Regions from separate parts of the Rattus norvegicus genome. Here region 2 is linked to region 1. Evidence: chromatin contacts called from public Hi-C data. All regions are on one chromosome and are shown on one strand. Each heading gives the region's core, a stretch centred on a gene start, on an enhancer-like site or on the middle of the called end of the contact. The rest is flanking DNA. Distances are from core to core; before and after follow the strand shown. Region 1 overlaps Rig1 (RNA sensor RIG-1). Region 2 holds the start of Ndufb6 (NADH:ubiquinone oxidoreductase subunit B6).

Region 1 (4,966 bases), core at 1,731-4,230:
TTACTCTTTTAAAAATCGTTTATCTTCTAATGACTTGGAACATTGTGATCATTGGATCAGTTAGTTATAACCCCTTGCATTTCCTGGTCCCTGGCTTTGCATCAGGACTGTGAGAAAGCTCGAGTGCTCCTCAGCTGTACTCTTTGGGGCTCGGGGGCGCTTCCTTAATTGCTGCTGTGACCTAGACTTCCACTTTGTCTCTTTGTTCACAACATGGTTGGTGATAAGGGATTTCTGTCACTTCCCAGGTACAATGTCGCCGGCATTTCGGGGGCAACGGCTGATAATGTGTCAGTGCAGCACATCATTGAAAACAATGACATCGTCATCCTGACACCCCAGATTCTTGTGAACAGTCTCAACAATGGAGCCATCCCCTCGCTGTCTGTCTTCACTCTGATGATATTCGACGAGTGTCATAACACCAGCAAACACCACCCGTACAACCAGATCATGTTCAGATACCTAGATCACAAACTCGGAGGGTCACCCGACCCACTGCCTCAGGTATTTCCAGTCAGGTGACTTCTAAGAAGAGCCGCAGTCTTCCAGAGTTCCACTTAGCTGCTCTTCTGTAGGAACATCTGAGCTTGCCCTCCTCGGGGTTTCAGTCTGTCAGTTACAACTCAGTGTTCAATGTCGGTTCATTCACTTGATAAGGAGTTGTCCCTTGGTGTCCAGGGTGAGTGCCCTTCACAGAGAACAAAATCCAGGCTGCTTAAGTCTCTTGTATGAGATGACATTGCATTTATATATAATCTACACACTTTCTTCCAGCATACTTTAAATCATCTCCAGATTACTAGTATTGTTGAGTCTGATGTAAATTTTTTTACAAATAGTTCTTGTACTGTATTATTTAGGGAATAAAGGTGGGGGAAATCATACATGTTCAGTACTTGTGAGGTTTTTGAAAATATTTTGGATCCATAGTTGTGTGAATTCACAGATATATAACCTCAGGATTTGGAGGGCCAACTGTATAAACCATGGGCTTCCATGGATCTTGTGCCTTGTTTAGGCTCTGGGACACCAATATAGAAGACATGGTCCTGGCTCTCGTACAGTTACGTTTGCACAGGGAGCCAGGGACATCATAGTCACTGTTTATCATGAAGTACGCTGCAGAGACAGGTAAAGGGTGTTGTCAGAACATAAGGGATAGTAACGCAAGACCTCATAGGGATGAAGGGAACTAGCAGGAATTGGCTAGGTAGATGGCTTATGGTTTCCAGTAAGAGGGTATTGTGTGTCCAGGGGCTCGGAGGAATGGATGGACCCAACATGTCCCAGAACCTTAAAACTCTACAGTATCACATGAGCGTAGTGTGAGGTGAGGAACAATAGTCAAGCTGTTTGTCATGACAGATGGCCCGGAGACATCAGGAGGGCAGATTGTCAGTGCACAAGTTGATGGCTTAGCACAGGAAACGTGTGGCACCCATCTGATGTCCTGGGTCTTTCTTGCATGGGACAGAAGGGAAGGGAGTCTTTTGTATAAATTCTCCCTTCTGTCAATCATAGGAGAAGCAGGAGCTTTGCTGAAAGTCAATGATGTAGAAGTGGAGCTGTATATAACGGGGCTGGAGAGGATGAAGAAGATTTGATGCCGGGGTAGAGAACGGATAGATGCAATAAAGAATGGCGATATTATGTCTCTCGGGGGTCCAAAAAGCTGTAAATCATGAATTATATGCAGTTCTTTTGCTCCAACAATTACTGTTTAGGAAGTGCAGGTTAAAGGACATTTAGCTATAGGACCTACAGTTTGGTGTCCTCAAGTATTGTTGAGAGTAAATAGATTTCTTACTGGCGAGCTAATCATTCAGGTGCGCGATTACCGAAGGACGTTATCTTACTGACTCTACACAGCTCTTTTTGTAGCCCAGGCTGGCCTCGAACTCATGATCCTCTTGCCTCTGCCTCCTTCAGCAAACCCTACTGGTGTGCGCCACCACAACCGGCCACAGCTCTTTGTAAATAGCCATTTTCCAACTTCACCGATTGTTGAAGGTATTTTTCCAGGCACAGAAAATGCATGCGATATGGACGTGACTGGAATGGACACGCAATTCTTTTTCATTCCCATTGAGATGTTTTTCCCCCTTAGTAAGAGACTCAGGGATAAAGAAAGGAATAGCCCCGCCTGGAAAGATTCCCTCTTGGTCCTTATGCCGATTGGGATCTGATGACAAGATTTATCAAGATCTTCAGCTTGGGGTTCGGGGGTGGCTTTGTGCTCACAAACTTCCTGGAGAAGTGGGAGAGCCAGTGTTGGCCTGCTCCTTACAGGTCATTGGGCTGACTGCTTCCGTTGGTGTTGGAGATGCTAAAACCGTGGAGGAAGCCATGCTGCACATCTGCAAACTCTGTGCCGCCCTCGATGCCTCAGTGATTGCCACAGTCAGAGACAACGTGGAAGAACTGGAGCAGGTTGTTTATAAGCCTCAGAAAAGTAAGTGGGGTTCAGCAGCACACCCCTTGGGAGTTTGTAACCCTCTGTTCCCTGCTTCAGAGACAGCGGGTGAAGTTGGATGCTGTATGTGTTTGGTAAAAGCATTTTTAACCACAGACTTCAGAAACAGTCACATTTCCTGCCTTTCTCCCCAGTCAACCTCTTCTCCCCAGTGACGCATGAGTCTCAAAGGTAACCTGAAAAGGGACAAACATCCCTGCTCTTTGTCTCTAAAGCCCGTCCACAGGCTCCCGCCACAGAGTAAAGGAAGCAGTGAGGAGAGTCAAGCACTTGGATAACTTGAATAGCTAGTGGCTGTGCCAGGCCTCTGTGCTCCCCAGCCCTAGGCAGGTGCTGTGGGGTCATCTTGTTCTTGTGTGTATCTGATCATTGCTGTTGGAACGGTCCAGATCACAGTAGTTCTCATCAGAAGACCAGAACATGTTTTAAAAACGAGCTCCCCCAGCAGATGGTTGTTACTTATTAACTACCCGTGTAAGCAGGGAGGTACAGTCGTTACACATGGCTGTATCTTGGCCTGAGCACTCGCTCGCTCGCTCGCTCGCTCTGTGAGTCCAAGGCAGGGTGGGCACAGGGGAACGAGGGGCACAGCCCTGGCTCTTTCTGAGAGTCCCTCGTGGAGAGTGAGAAGAAGGTGCCTCCCCACCCATGCCAGCCCCTTAGCAACACTCAAGGATTTCTCTATAATTTCAGCCCTGGGAGCTTTATCGACTTCAAAGTCATTTTGTGTTTTGCTTTCTCCGGCTCTGCAAACCTCCATGTGCTATCCCGAGGGTGTGTCCCAGCTCTGCTTTGTGCACAGCTGCTCCTGTGCCGCCTTCCTCCTTCCCACGTTCATTTTACAGCAGCTTCCCCAGAGAGACTGAGGTGTCCTCCCCTTGCTCAGTGACGCCTTGCCCGCACCTGATCGCAGACCTCCGAAGGGCAGGTTTCACCTTTGTTTCCTTGAAGAACCAGCCTTCTGTGACGCAGGGGTAGTTCCTGTGAACTCCATGTCACTGAAACACGACATGTGACAAGCCGTTCTTTTTCTATTCAAAGTACACAAATATGAATGCTAACATCAATGGGGGGAGCTCTTGGAGGACTCGGAGGAAAATAGGGATTCAGGAAAACGTGGCTGGGGTGTGGTATTTGCAGAAACCAGAAGGCTGTCACACCTGTCAGAGTAGAGGCACCAGGAAAGCTCGACTGAGAAGCTGGCTTAGACTAGACCTGGAGAGACATTAGATTCAGAGTGGGGCCAACAGGGAGGCGGTTTCAAGGCTTTTGACCGCCTGCTGTGATTTGGGCCACTCACCAGTGAGCTTGGAACTTGCGACTTTAGAGGACTTCACCAGGACCGAGCAGGGCTTGGAAATAGCTGCAGCTGACCTGGGCTTCCTTCAGAGTACTTACACTGCTTTGACCCTAGTTTCCAGGAAAGTGGAATCACGGGCTTCGAACACGTTTAAATGCATCATATCTCAGCTGATGAGGGAGGCAGAGAGGCTGGCGAAGAACGTCTCTGAGGAACTTGGTAAGCCTGTGCTAAGTCGTGGAGAGATAAACCTCATTTTTCTGTGTCCCTTCCATTTAGAGATGTTCATATATTGCCCATTAGTGTCTTTAGTTCAGTGGTGGGATTATACACGAGGTGGACTGATTTCTCATTCATTCACACACACTTCTTTCTCTGTATCTTCTTTATCTCTTCACGCTTTTTTTGCCGTCCTTTTTTTCTCTAGTCCTTTTTCAAAAGATTTATTTTTTCTTTGTATACGTGTTTTTGTCTGCATGTATGTGTGTGTATGATCTGTACCAGATCCCCTGAAACTGGAGTTGCAGACCGTTGTGAGCCGCCACATCTGCTGAGAATTGAACCCGTGTCCTCTGGAAGGGTAGCTGGGTCTCTGGACCACTGAGCAGCCCCCATTTCTCTACTTGTTTTTAAGACGAGGTGTCTTCCTGTGTCCCTGGCTGGTCTGAAACTTGCTATGTAAACAGGTCTGGTTTTGTACTTGCAGGAGTCCTCTTGCTTCAGCCTTCTGAGCCCCAGGGTCGCTGGCGTGGGCCACCATACCTGGCTCAGATTTAGACTTTCTTAATCCCAGGTTACTTAGGAACCTTATAAGAATTCTTTAATCCTCTCCTGCCTTTTCTCTTTTTAAATACAAAACATATCCATCTAGACATACATACCTGAAAAATACTGTCTTTAAATCATCTAAATTCACTTTCTTCTTCTTCTTCTCTCTCTTGAGACAGACTCTCTGTTTTCAGTGCAGGCTGGTCTTGAACTAGGAAATCTGCCTCCTCCTCTTCCCAAGATGTGCGTCCTCACTGGGCAGCCATTAGAGCACCATTCATCCCTTCCAAGAGCAGTGCCCCCAATGGTCTAACACCCTCTCACTGTCTCCACCACCTCCCAACCTCACCACACTGCAGACCAGCCTTCTGCCTCGTGAACATCCCGAAGACACTTAAACAGTGGCTAAGGCACAGCGCCGG
Region 2 (4,966 bases), core at 1,768-4,267, 61 kb before region 1:
GTATTGTATGAGGATTTCCTCTGTCCCTTCTATTTTCTTTTTTTCTATTCCTTTTCAGTAAGTCTTTTATTGGTCCTAAAGACATCTCAAATTGTATTTAGAAACCAGGATCTAGTTTTTGGAGCTGGGTGATGCAGGTCTTACTCATCAGCCTGCTCCTCTGTTGCTTTTTCTGACACATAGACGCTATTCGAAACTTCTCTGATATCCTAGTTTTTGACTTGTAGCTTCCTGCTGAATTTAAAACAAGTTGAATATCATTTCATTCAAGGACTAATTCATCTTATGGCCTTGAGAAACAGCTCAAACAACACCTGTCCTCATCTGAACCCCTTGGATGTATTTTTCACCCAAGAAATTTGAAATTTCAACCAAAGACTGGTTTTCCTGTTGTTGGGGAATTGAGCTCACAAGGATTGCATCTTGAAACACAAGTCCATCAAACACTCTTGATCGTGTTCTGAACATGGCTGTAGATGGTACGGGCAGTGGCTAGTTTCGTGTTTTCAACCATTTGTCAACCTGAAGCTGCTTCTTTTTCTTTGCAAGGAATCGTAGCTCTATATTGATATGATTAAAGTCCCTCTGGAGAGTTCCTCTGGGGCCTTTTACAATAACTATGTGTGCATTTTCTGGAATGTTCATAGCCTGATTGCTGTGTATTATCTTCATTCTCATAGTAGATGCTGCAAAGAGAGAAAAGCAGACTATTAATATTTCAAACCTTAGTAAGATGCTAACTATGGTAGCTACCCACTGGCATATTTTTCATTATTTTTTTAAAGATTTATTCATTTATTATATATAAGTACACTGTAGCTGTCTTCAGACACACCAGAAGAGGGCATCAGATCTCTTTACAGATGGTTGTGAGCCACCATGTGGTTGCTGGGAATTGAACTCAGGACCTCTGGAAGAGCAGTCGGGGCTCTTAACCACTGAGCCATCTTTCCAGCCCCATTTTTCATTATTTTTAAATGCTTTTAGAGATATGCATCCCTCTCGCCAATGTATTCTGTGAAGTACGGAGAGGCGTTAAACCCACGTGCATTTCTTTCTGCTTGCTACACACAGAATACTAATATAAAAATATTTAAATAAAAAAAATAAATAAAATTTCCTTTTAAAAATATCACTGAAATGTTAAAAGCCAACAAAATCCCAAATTAACTAAATACAGAATTAGTAGTGAATTTTAAGCCTAAAATATCAGAATTCAAACCCAAACCATGTTATGTGCATCTGGGTTATTTGTTTTACTCATGGACCTAACAGAATGGAGTTGAAAAAAGAAACTTGTCAGAGCATATGTAATACAGCCCTTCTCTTTTCAAATGTTCTAGAAACTACAGATTTCAGTTCAATTTTACAGGCAACAAGACATCTGTCCACAAGAGGGCGCCGCGGCGCTCTCGAGGAGGGGCCACAGCTACAGAACCGCTGCTGCACTGATTCATTAAGGAAGGGTTGTAGAATAGTTCTAGAACGGCCTGGAGTTCTTCCCGTGTTTGGTATTAAAATGCTTCTTTGAAGAAAATTTCTCCATAAGCTTTTTGTTCCTGTAAGATGCAATTTGTACAAAAGACTAGGAAAAAATGCCTGATTTTTTAAAACTCAGATTTCAAAATGAGTTAGTTTTTAAAACCATCCAAAAGTCACAAATGAGGTTTTGTTTTGCTTTTTTAAAATAAAATATTTTGACTTGGTATATGTGATGTAATTTAAAAGTCATTCAATTCATACGTACTGATGCTGAAATGTTTTCATCTTTGCCCAGAGAAAAGTTGCCTCTAGTCTTACAAACTTGCCCAGCGCTAGTTCGCTTATGGAACATATTCCTCTCTTCTGGAGAGCCCTCGGGTTCCAGAAGCCCCATGAAGTAACCAGATTCTCCTAAGTCGGGTATTCTGGAAGTGCACCATATGTTCTTAACCGCTAAGCCATCTCTAAACTCCCTAGTTTCTACTTTTGTCTCTATCCTGTCTTCCCTATATAATATTGGTGATAATGGTGGTGGTGGTGTTTGAAGCAGTTGTTAAGTTGGGCATACTGGTGTGTTCCATCCAGCTTATGAGTAGTGGAGGCAGGGGGATAAGGAGTTTAAGTCCAGGCTCCCTTAAATAAAAGCTAGCCTAAGCGCTACATGAGACCCTGTCTCCAAAAACAAATACTTATAACAAAATTATTTTCATTTATTACACTAAAATTTTCAGTGAGCATATATATATAAAATCTCCACTATCCCCACTTTTGGATAAAAGGTAGCATACCATATACAATTCTTTCTACTTGATGTAGGTGGTTTGTTTTATTTATTTATTTATTTATTTGCCTTAGCAATAGATTGTAGAAGTCACTCCACAGTGATGAATAGAAGGCTCATTTATGGCAGTAGCATTCCAATGCTTTATAGTACTATAAGCTTTTCCACTAATCCTCTATTACGGAATCTGGGAGGTGGTTTCCAATGTTTTGCTAATACAAATCGTGCCGTGATGGATATTTGTGCACATCCCTGCAAATGTTTACCACCATACCTCTGGGATATCTTACAAAGTGGGACGGCAGGATCAAAGAGTGAGCCAGTCCATGTAAGCCTCCAAATAAGGTGCTCTTTATTTCTGCAGTACAGAGGAGGGAAGAAACCCAGATAGCTGCTCAAAGTCACTTGAGTTACTAAAGGGCTGGGAGCTGAACTTGAATGCAATTGTCTCTAGGTCAAGAAGGTGGGAATTCAAGCGGGCGGGGCAGAGGTTCCCTAAACCCTTGTCCTTGCGGTCCCCTCCCCGACAAGTTCTTTCTTTGAACTCTAGCCCCCCGGGACTTCTCACACTTTCTAACACAGACCACTTAAATCATAACTAAAAGACCTTCCAGAGCTTGTACTTAATCCGGGTTCTTAAAACCCGGGGTCAGAGAGAGGGCTTTGCGCATGAGCAGAACCTGCTTTCGGCGAAGGAATCAGCTTGCTCCCAGAGGCTGGGCTGCTGTGACGCCATCACATCGCGCCGTTGCAGGCGCCTCAAGGTCGCTTTGCGGAGCGGGATCGCGCGTAAGTGACCGGCCCCAGGTTCGGGTGCGCGCTGTCACTCTCTGGTAAGCTCGCCGGCGACATGTCGGGGTACACGCCCGATGAGAAGCTGCGGCTGCAGCAGCTGCGGGAGCTGAGAAGGCGATGGCTGAAGGACCAAGAGCTGAGCCCCCGGGAGCCCGTGTTGCCCCCGCGCAGGATGTGGCCCCTGGAGCGATTCTGGAATAACTTTTTGCGGGACCGGGCCCTGTGGAAGTACATGGTGAGTGATGTGCCACACAGATCCGGGTTCCCACTCCGGGTCGCAACCCGGCCAACCCCTTCCCACTCCTCTCAGTTCCATTAAGGCCCGACCCTCTCCAGAGCCCGCACACCCGGGAGGGCCCCAAGGGACAATCAGTCCAGGCCCTCAGATTTAGCGGAGATGCTGTCACGTCGCTAGAGTTCAGGGCCGGGGTCTGGAGTCCTGGAGCAGGTTGGCTTCGGGAGGATGATCCCCTGTGGCTGTCGGGTGTACTGAGAAGTCGGATCTTAGGTTTTACAGGACGCCGCACATGCAGTTGTTTCGAGTGTAGATACCTTTCCTGGTTTTAGTATTTGAGAACACTTAGGTGTTGTGTAAGGTTGAGGTGATAGAGGCGTCCATCGCCTACCAGCTACTCGAGGGCCAGCTGGTATAGTACAGTCTCCTGGGTTTGCAACCGAAGACAGGGTTCTATTCGGTATGCTTTGTCAGACTCAAAAGCCCCCTTTCTACTTATCACTGTGTACGTTTAACACGCTTTTAGTTACTTTTAGATTGCATCCCTTGACTTTGCCAGGCAGAAAAACCGTTCACTCAAGGACTACTTTTTATTGTAAGGATACCAGATATTTTCTTGGCGTCTGCTAATAAGTCACATCAGTGATGAGTAATGAATACTGTGTGGGAATTGCTTTCAGTTCCTTCTAATAATACTAGGAGTAGTAGTAACAAAGTGTTGGTTGGTTTGTTTCTTGAACAAGAATGCCCTTATGTCTTGCAGAATGCTACGTATTATAAGCTTTGTCTAGTAGTCTTGCAGAATGGTACTTACCCTAAGTCTTAGATTCTATGGATATTCTATAGGAAGTCCCAGAGTTAGTGAAAATATTGAAATAGGTAGGTAGGTTAGCCCCAGAAAATATATTCCATTTAGAAATTTGTAAAGTAATTATCACACTGTTACATTGTTGGTGGTGGTGGAATTTTTTGTTTGTTTGATTTGGTTTTTGTTCCACACACATTGACAAATGAGATATCCCATGCTAGGGATAGTAAGGAGCACATGTTGGTAAGCACAGCAGCTCCAGAGGTTTATTTTGTATGTGTGTTCCCCACAGATCTTCAAGGCGTACCGCACCAGTCTCTTCACTGTTTCCCATGTGATCATACCTCTCTGGTTCGTCCACTATTACGTCAAATATCATGTGGCTGTAAGTACGTTTTAAATGTATGCTTTCCAGAACTTATTTTTAATATCGTCCAATAATTTCCTGTGGCTGTGCTGTGCTCAGAAAATTATATTCTCACGTTAAGCTGATTTTTAAAGTTCCTTGACTTTTTGGAGGGATAAAAGGTTTCATTGGACTTTAAGTACTCTTATATACAAGTAGTTTCAAAGCTTGAAAAATCAAAAGGTTACTCTTATATATACAACATTTATAACGTTTGCAACACAATGAAGTAGTGTTTAGATGGTCAGAATGTCTAGCCCTGGAGTCCTGAGCAGTAGCTATAGAGATGATCTCTGCTGCTTCTTTCCGCCAGTCAGGTATGTGATATCATTCCAAACAGGTTTGTCCTGTCTCCAGTCCCTTCCCTTTGTTCTTATCTGAGTCCTCATAATTCTCTCCATTTAGACTCTCGGGTGTCTAAACTCTATGAACTTTTTCATGGAAAGATCTTGCATGGGC

Evidence for each region. Hi-C and Micro-C count contacts between places; a contact is called where the count stands out from the background.
Region 2: a Hi-C map of liver shows a contact between it and region 1, with 4 times the contacts expected there. The contact joins the promoter of Ndufb6 here to the enhancer-like site in region 1. A contact is called at or near these places in 6 of 12 Hi-C or Micro-C datasets (the Rat2 cell line, hepatocytes, kidney and 2 more).

What each region holds. Positions count from the first base shown.
Region 1 is chr5:60,142,670-60,147,635 of GRCr8, reverse strand. Rig1 (RNA sensor RIG-1) reads left to right here. Exons shown (of 18, transcript NM_001395071.1): 8 at 249-507; 9 at 2,293-2,455; 10 at 3,891-3,995. Among named protein-coding and RNA genes, the nearest start is that of Rig1, 21 kb to the left of the region's middle. Within about 2 kb of position 2,980, at least 6 of the 93 cell types and tissues checked have an H3K27ac peak or open chromatin away from gene starts, as enhancers often do. A contact at or near this core is called in kidney and liver, where this site is marked.
Region 2 is chr5:60,204,203-60,209,168 of GRCr8, reverse strand. It overlaps Ndufb6 (NADH:ubiquinone oxidoreductase subunit B6), which reads left to right and starts at 3,017. Exons shown (of 4, transcript NM_001106646.1): 1 at 3,017-3,293; 2 at 4,394-4,486. The coding sequence starts at 3,114.